2 separate regions of the Columba livia genome follow, and region 1 is linked to region 2. A link is a contact called in public Hi-C data. All regions are on one chromosome and are shown on one strand. The core of a region is the stretch at or near the end of the contact, and the rest is flanking DNA. Distances in the headings are between cores, read along the strand shown.

What was found. Hi-C and Micro-C count contacts between places; a contact is called where the count stands out from the background.
Region 1: a contact with region 2 is called in a Hi-C map of liver, with 2.8 times the contacts expected there. The contact joins the enhancer-like site here to the promoter of SUPV3L1 in region 2. A contact is called at or near these places in 2 of 2 Hi-C or Micro-C datasets (crop and liver).

Annotation. Positions count from the first base shown.
Region 1 is chr6:34,893,178-34,897,109 of bColLiv1.pat.W.v2, reverse strand. It overlaps HK1 (hexokinase 1), which reads right to left. Exons shown (of 18, transcript XM_005512757.2): 13 at 3,155-3,250; 14 at 2,179-2,278; 15 at 1-4. Among named protein-coding and RNA genes, the nearest start is that of TACR2, 19 kb to the left of the region's middle. Within about 2 kb of position 1,404, at least 1 of the 3 cell types and tissues checked has an H3K27ac peak away from gene starts, as active enhancers do.
Region 2 is chr6:34,809,412-34,813,104 of bColLiv1.pat.W.v2, reverse strand. It overlaps SUPV3L1 (Suv3 like RNA helicase), which reads right to left and starts at 2,432. Exons shown (of 15, transcript XM_065067967.1): 1 at 2,164-2,432. The coding sequence starts at 2,407. It overlaps VPS26A (VPS26 retromer complex component A), which reads right to left. Exons shown (of 9, transcript XM_065067978.1): 9 at 2,592-3,693.

The sequences.
Region 1 (3,932 bases), core at 155-2,654, 85 kb before region 2:
GTTCCTGAAAAGAAAACACGGAGATTACTCTTTGTTTGGAACAAAACACTAGAACGAGGATGACAGCCCCAACAAAACCTTCTGAGGAGCTTGAATGTGCTTGTTTTGAATGATGAAGTCAAATCATCCTTTGAAACAAAATTCAGGGGGAAAACTGCTGAACTGAGAACCTCAGCAAGTCCTGAGGCACCAGGGAAAGAAATGCCCAGGGGTTTTACCAGCTAACTGCAGGGTATGTTTCAGTTCTTGCTTTGTTGGCTGTTGGTTTTGTTGTTGTTTGTTTGGGGTTTTTTCGGTGGTTGTTTGTCTGTTTGTTTGGGTTTTGTTGGTTGTTGGTTGGTTGGTTGGTTTGGGGGTTTTTGTGGTGCTTTGTTGCTGTTGTTTGTCTGTTTTTTCTGATCCAAATTGCTGAAACAGTTTCTCTGGCAGGAAGGTTACTTCATGTTTAAACGATGCCATGTCTGATTCCGCCTAAAGGGGATGCTCAGGAGCACGGCAATGACAAAGTGCTTCTTGTCCGCAGAGGCCTCAGGAACCACAGCTTTATTAGCAAACAGAGGCAGCTTTTGCTGCTGCCTGGGGCTAAAGCTTTCTTGAAGTTGCCCAGCAAACTCTCATTTAACTCTGCGTCACAGATTCTGCACCAATTATTAATATATCGGCAAGTCTGTTTTCCACTGCCATTTCTTCAGGGCACTATATCATTAGAGCCTGAGCAAAGATAAACTTTCCCGCAGTACTTCCCCGCTGCAGGAGAGCCGAGCCACAGGGGCACAGTCTGGGCTTGCAGACTCAGACCCAGCTTTGCAGGACCAAACCAGACCAACCCCAGTTGTGGACCATCAGCACTGGCCAGCCTCCCAACAACAAGTCTCATTGTCCAGAACGAGCTGCCTGAATACATGGGTATCTATTAAATATAGGCTGTTAGACTGACAGGCTTTTAGATGATCTCCTGTTGCCAGCCCATGAAAAGCAGAGACCTGGTCTCATCAACAGTGGTGAAGACACAGAAAACCTAGCTCTCCGGGGCAGGAGCGGCGGCACCGCGCGCAGACAGGACACCAGCAGGACCTGAACTCGCCTGTGCAAGAATGTTTTTCCTTGCCAAGCAACAGCAGGGAAATTCACCCACCTCCCTGCAACTGGGAGAGCAGGGCGACCGCCGGCTGCTCAGAAGCACCATCGGTCTGGCCAAGGCAGTTCAGGCAGAGGGAGCCGGCAGAGCCCCGGGGCTCTTGCTCTCGTTATGCCAGATGTACCCAGGCCACCCCGACCCCTGCTCCGCGCACAGACGCGCTGGCTGGGGAGCGATCAGGCAGCGCCGCAGCAGACGCTCCTCGAGGATGCTCGCAGCACCCAAGGACACGCCATCCTTGCTGCAGGGAGCCGCGTTCCTGCGAACGCAGCACCCACGGAGCTGCACAGACAAGGCTGCCCGCACGCGGGCACCGTGCTGACGCATCCCGGGCATTTCCAGCTGTCGGGGGAAGAAAGCAGCAGCGCTTTATTTTCCTACCAGCCACCTCGCAACTGAAAAACATCCCCAAAGCTTGCACAGGTGCTTCATCCCCTTCTCTCCCACTGAAAATCCGTTTCTCGGAGGAGCTTTGGGAACTGACGCTACCCTGTGCCAGAGGCACCCCAGGCACGGCATTTGCAGAGGCTCCGGTAGTGGGCTGTGGAATTATTCCAGCTGTCAGTCACTGCGCTTGGTCCATCAGAGCTTTCCATCACGTGCCTTTCGGGAACTGTGTTCATTCTGAAAGAACACATGCTCAAGCGAAGCCGTGGGCTACCCTGAACACCCGAGTGGGGAAAACTCCTACAGGACAGACTAACAGACACCCCGGAGCCGGTGAGACTACGCGAGCCCGTGTTTGCTCGCTTCCCAAGTACCTACCCAGCTACAACAGGCAGGGTTTGCTCAGCATTACAGGTTATGCTTATCTCAACTGATCACGCACAGAACTAAGCTGGCTGTTGAGTTTTGCTCTCAATTCCTTCAGGCAGCTTGTTTCCGAAGGGACAGCTTTTTGACCTGAAAATCTTTCACTCCCAGACACTCCACCTATATCTTCAGTTCGCCACAGGGATCTCTCCATGAGAATGCAGACACGTGTGTCTGTGTGCTGTTTAATACAAAAGTGCCAAGTAAAAAGCAGCTCTGACACATACCCACGATGAGTCCGATTTCACAGTTTGGGTCTTCATAAGCACAAGTCATCATTGTGCCCACCGTATCGTTCACCACGGCCACCACGTCCAAGTCAAACTCCTTTGGAAGAGAGAAACAACCTAGTGAGAACTCTGTGTCTGGGGAAAGCCCTCGCACCAAAGGGGACACTAAAGGACCACACACTGGAAAACAGACAACTGGAAGTACCAGCCTGATTTTACACACACACAAATAGGAACTACCAGGAGGCTCCTCACATGCTCTACATACAATTGACTGTCTTCAGAAGAAAGTCTATTCCTGGCTGTTCTCTTTGGTTTAGGTATTTTTAAGTACAGATCTTGTATCTAGGCACACGGCAGAGCGCTACTGCCATTCTGTATTACAACAGTGTGGTAGCAAATCCAGTAGCAAGAGTGTTTAAGATCCTTTCTTCACTTGCTGATGAAACTCTGCTAAAGCCAACGCTCTCCTCAGGCTGTTGTTCTTCCTTCCTAGAAAGACTCAGCTAAGCTGCTTGAGGCCTTTTCAAGAACAAGCGCTGGGGGGGGAAACTCGTCTGGGTGCGCCGAGGTGGGCTCCCCAGTCGCTCCGCTGACAGCGCCTGCCTTCTCCATGCTCCGGTGCAGTGAAAGTGCCACAGGGTTTGAAAGAAGCCTTGAAAGTTCTGCTAAATTTAGCAAGTTAGGCATCTCCGGGGAAAACACAAAACAAAACAAGCGGTGAAACAAAATCCCCGTGTGGCTGGTTTTGAGTGGCTGAAGTCTCCCGCTTCCCCCGCACACCCTGCGGACCATCCTGCGTGCAGTCGGGCCACACGCCAGGGCTGGGGCTGCGTCTGCACCTGCCCGTTTCCTCCAGGCACCCAAACCCAGCGAGAGGGACCCGGCGTGACCCAGGCGCTCAGCCGGGCCAGGGGAGGATGGAGAAGGAGGAGGAGAGAACGGAAACAAAACCAGAGGAAAAATAAATCACCTCTCTTCTTTTAATTCCTTCTCTAAGTAAATACACCACGTCTTCTCCCTCGCAGTCTGTAGCTTTAAAGCCTTTTGTCCAATTGAGAAGGATACCCTAAGAAAGAAAGAAAATAGGTTATCAAGTTTCCTACAGGTTGCCCCAAAAATCCTGCAGTCCCCTAAGGGATGATCGCTGAGCATTTCCATCTGATACCTCCTGCATTTGCTCACCTCCCAGCCCACAGAAGCAGAAATCACAACACTTCACAGAGGTGACCACAGGTTATCTATCGCACAGCGCAGCTCCGACCCCGCGGTCCCAGCAAACGGCCATGAATATTCATGGCCCGTCAGCACACAGACTCCTAGAAGGAGAAGGTTCTCCCACATTCACCACCACGGGTGCCACGTTCTGCTGAACAACCTGTCTCCTCTCTGTCACACCCCAAAGGCTCCTTGGCTTGACCCAGCCTCCTATCACCAGGAAGATGACAGCATTTGAATGCTGCTCCTAACATCACCGCCTATTTCCTCCTTCCTTATATATGAACATTCATCTTATTTTCACCAAGACTCAGAGGTTATTCTCTACACCTGACATTTCAAGTGCTTTAGTGTGAAGTTGAAAGGAGAGGCTCTATGAAAGTGAGTATCTCGTTATATATGTGGAAATTGCTTCTAAAACTACTAAATCAGACTTGGTCTCCAAATTCCAGAGCAACACAACAACAACAAAAGTGTGACAGAAACAACAAACTCAGAAAAGGGTGACAGAACATGCGTCTTTCTTCAAGAAC
Region 2 (3,693 bases), core at 1,183-3,682:
CACCACTCACAATGATCCACTTCCCATGACGTTACAGAAAACCGGTGCAGCCACCACTGAGTTCCACTACAGGCCGTCAAGAGGCAGGTTTGATACCAGCGTTTTGCAAAATCGGCTTTGCAAAAGTCAGCTTCTGAAGGGGCTTCGGTTAACCTGACGGTGTTCGACCAGCATGAAAACTGTGGTCACCGCCTCACCTCAGCAAGCAACGAGCCTAAAAGGTGTTTCACAGCAGAGTGGTGCACACTGTAAGTAACAAGGTCTCTTCCCAAGCTGTAACCAGAAAGCCTATACATTTATCTTTATTGAATCCACTTGAATCAATGGCATACTGACAGCAGAATCTGGCAAAGTATCTTCATTCAACACACCAAAACACCAGATGCATAACACGCTGCGTGGTCAGAATCTGAGAGGAAAAAGCAGAGGAAGACTATTTATTTAATAAAAAAGAATGGATGATATTTGCTAAGGAAAGTCTCGCTTGGTTTCCTTTTTAAGAGTAGTGATGGGTTTCGAAGTACAGGATTACCGACAGCAGCACAGGCCAACAAGCAGGCGAGCACCACGCGGGTCACCTGGCTCAAAGTATTTCATTTTCACCTGTGGGGACATAGATGATTGCAGCCAATCTGTTCTCAACGAGTTAGCAGAGACCAAAGACAATCTATACTTATTTTCCCCAGAGCATTCTAGTCATACCTCTGAAAAAATCCAACAGAACCACTTATATAACACATGAGACAATAAGTAACATTCGATTAAGATGCCACCATTCGTATTTATTCGCGCCTGATGAATGCACTACTAATACAAGCCAACACTCACAGACTAGTCTGAAAACAATGCAGATTCTGTCGCATTACAGCTGTTCAGGATTTTGGCTCCTAGCTAGGCTTTTAGCTGTGAGAGCCAGGTATTCTCTTCTCACGGGCTCTGAACAAATTAACATCATTTTTCCATGCTTCCTATACCTGGAGTTAATACAAATAACATGCCATCAGAACACATTTACAGCCTGAACACTTTGGGGTCACCAAACATCAAAAGGATCAATAACTGGTTTCTAGTATCTCCAGTGTTTAAGGACAGCGCGCTGGCACAGCTCGACAAAATAAGACCTTTCCTGAGCAGAAGACTGAACATGGATGCAAAATTAACAGGATGGATGGTTTATAATTAAAGAAAAGGAAACACTGAAAAAGCAGTTACAACTCCATGGCTGTTAAGATACAATTACAGGTAAAGATATCAAAAAACAGAAGTCTAGTGCATCTAAAAGTCAACAAAATAATTTCTTCTCTGTGTCCACTTAGGTGTCAAAAATAATGCATCATGTAAAGTGACACAATATACACCTAGAAAATAGATAAAAGAGTAACATAAAACATTGAGAAAGGTGTTATTTCACTTCAAGGCTGAAGTACAAGCTCTGACACGCCCAGCGGCTCTCGTAAGGCCAAGGGTGCTGACGTGGATATCAGCTTTCCCAGCTGATACACAGAAACCTACACCCAACATTTACCTGCTCACACTTTAAGATGTGCAAACCCAAGAATACACAAACAGACTTGCACTGTTCTAACTACAAGTTAAGCTTAAGTTTCTAACAGTGACGGTCAATAACTACAAGTACCGAACACTGTGCCTGGTTTTGATCTAGGCGCGTTCAGGCACAGGCGATGCTTTTCTGTCTGCACCGCTAACACTGCAGAAAACCGCGACTCCTAAGCTCGGACGCCGTTCTGGTTTCGGAATACCACAGCACTTCAGTGCAGCTGTGGGCCTTGCCCCCGCCCCAGCACCTCCTGACCGCGCCAAGACGGGGAGTGGAGGAACGAAGCCCACGGCCGTTTGCTCCGCGCAGGGCCCGGCCGGCAGCTCCGGCAAAACCCTGGCTGCGGGTCGCGTCACCCCGCCCGGCAGCACCCACCCGCCCGGCTCCGCGGGCAGGAGCGGCCGCACCGCTCAGACGAGCCTCCGGGTGAGACCCCTTTTCCGAAGAGATAAAACCCCAGCCACAGCCCGACCGGAGCGGCGGCCCCGCGGGGAGGCTCGGGAGGGCGCGGCGGCCGCAGCGGCTCCTGGCCCCGGCGGCGGGAGGGCGGGCGAGGCCGCGCAGCCCCTTCCCGCCGCCGCCGCCTCAGGGCCGCCCGCACTCACCCTTGTCGAGGGGCCGCGTGAGCTCGGCGCCCACGTCCTCGTCGGCCGCGTCGCCGGCGGGCTTCAGCGGCACGGGCACGAAGAGCGAGGTGTCGGGGGCCCGGGCGCCGCCGTCCCCGCCGGCCGCGGAGGAGGCGGCGGCGGAGGCCGCGGGGCGCAGGCGGCTGGCGGCGGCCCCGCCATGGCGGAGCGCGAGCCCGGCGCGCGCCGGGAGCCGCAGCAGCGGCCACGCGCACCGCCTCATGGGCAGCGAAGGGCAGCGGCGGCGGCGCGGGGCGCTCGCGTCATCGCGCGGCGACGGCCCGACGTCACAGGGGCGCTGTGCGCGGCCGGAAGCGGCGCCACAGGGCGGCAGTGGCGTCAGAGGGCGGGCAGAGACGAGCCGGGGAGGGTGAGAGCACAGGTGTTTCAATGAGTCAAAGAGCAGCTCGGTATCTTCCCCGTTTATTACACATGGTTGTACAATCGGAGGCTGGTTAAATACAATCAAGTTTTCAAAGGCTCTCGGAATCATTTCCAGATTACAACATGCAAGCGACCATGAAAATATTTGGCTTTTAAGTTTCTGAACAGGCACTTACATGAAGGCGTTAAATTTGCTCTCAAAGACATCCGCGTTAGAAGTATCCTAGCGCTAAGTACACAGTCTGTGTCTGCTTTGTCAGAGTGCCACAGTAATAAAACAGTTCTTACAGAAATGTAACTCCGTCAGGTAAGGTCACGGGTGACGCTTGCACCGGAGCTGAGGAGCCCCGGGTCAGAGGCCAAGCGAACTGCCGGGGGCTGGCGCTGCACACAGGCCCTGCGCCCGGCCGCACGCAGCGGGGCTCCCGCAAGCGCACGAGATGATGAACACAAGCGATCTGCTCCGCCAGACGAGCTTCTAGCGGCTCTAAGGCTTGCCCGGCTCCAAAATCCCTTTCCAAAAGCCCACGAAGAGCATGTTGCCCTCCGAGCAGGCCCAGAGGGCCGAGGAGGAGGATGCCCATGGAGGACACCTTGCCTCTCCTATCCGGGCAGTGAGGAGACAGACTGTGAAGACAGCGGAAGCGTGAAGCCAAGAGGAACCACATAGTTTCATGTATTTGCAAAATAATCAATGTTACCAGCATTTATTTCATCAGTAAGAGATAATTACGTTCAGATGCTTTACCCAGTGAAGGCGAAACTGTGACAACATCTCTACAGTCACTAGTTCCTGGGCAACAAGCCTCCAGAAGTCACGAGTGACCCCCCGGGCAGGGAGGGCAGAGATGCTTCCTACTGTTCTTTGCTACAGACAGATCCAAAGCTTCTTAGAAACCTTGGTAAGGTGTCTGAGGACTCCACAGTTACCACAGTCACAGTGCATACACATGCAGATTCAGCTAAACCCTGTCCAACATAATTAGAAATCTTAGGACAAATTTACCGTAAACCTCGATTTTTAGTGTGATTTAGTCAATTGTGTCTTACTGTAGTTTCAAAGCAAAACAAATAAGCAACATTGGAAAGAAACATGCAATAAACAACATGAGAAAAGGGAAATGC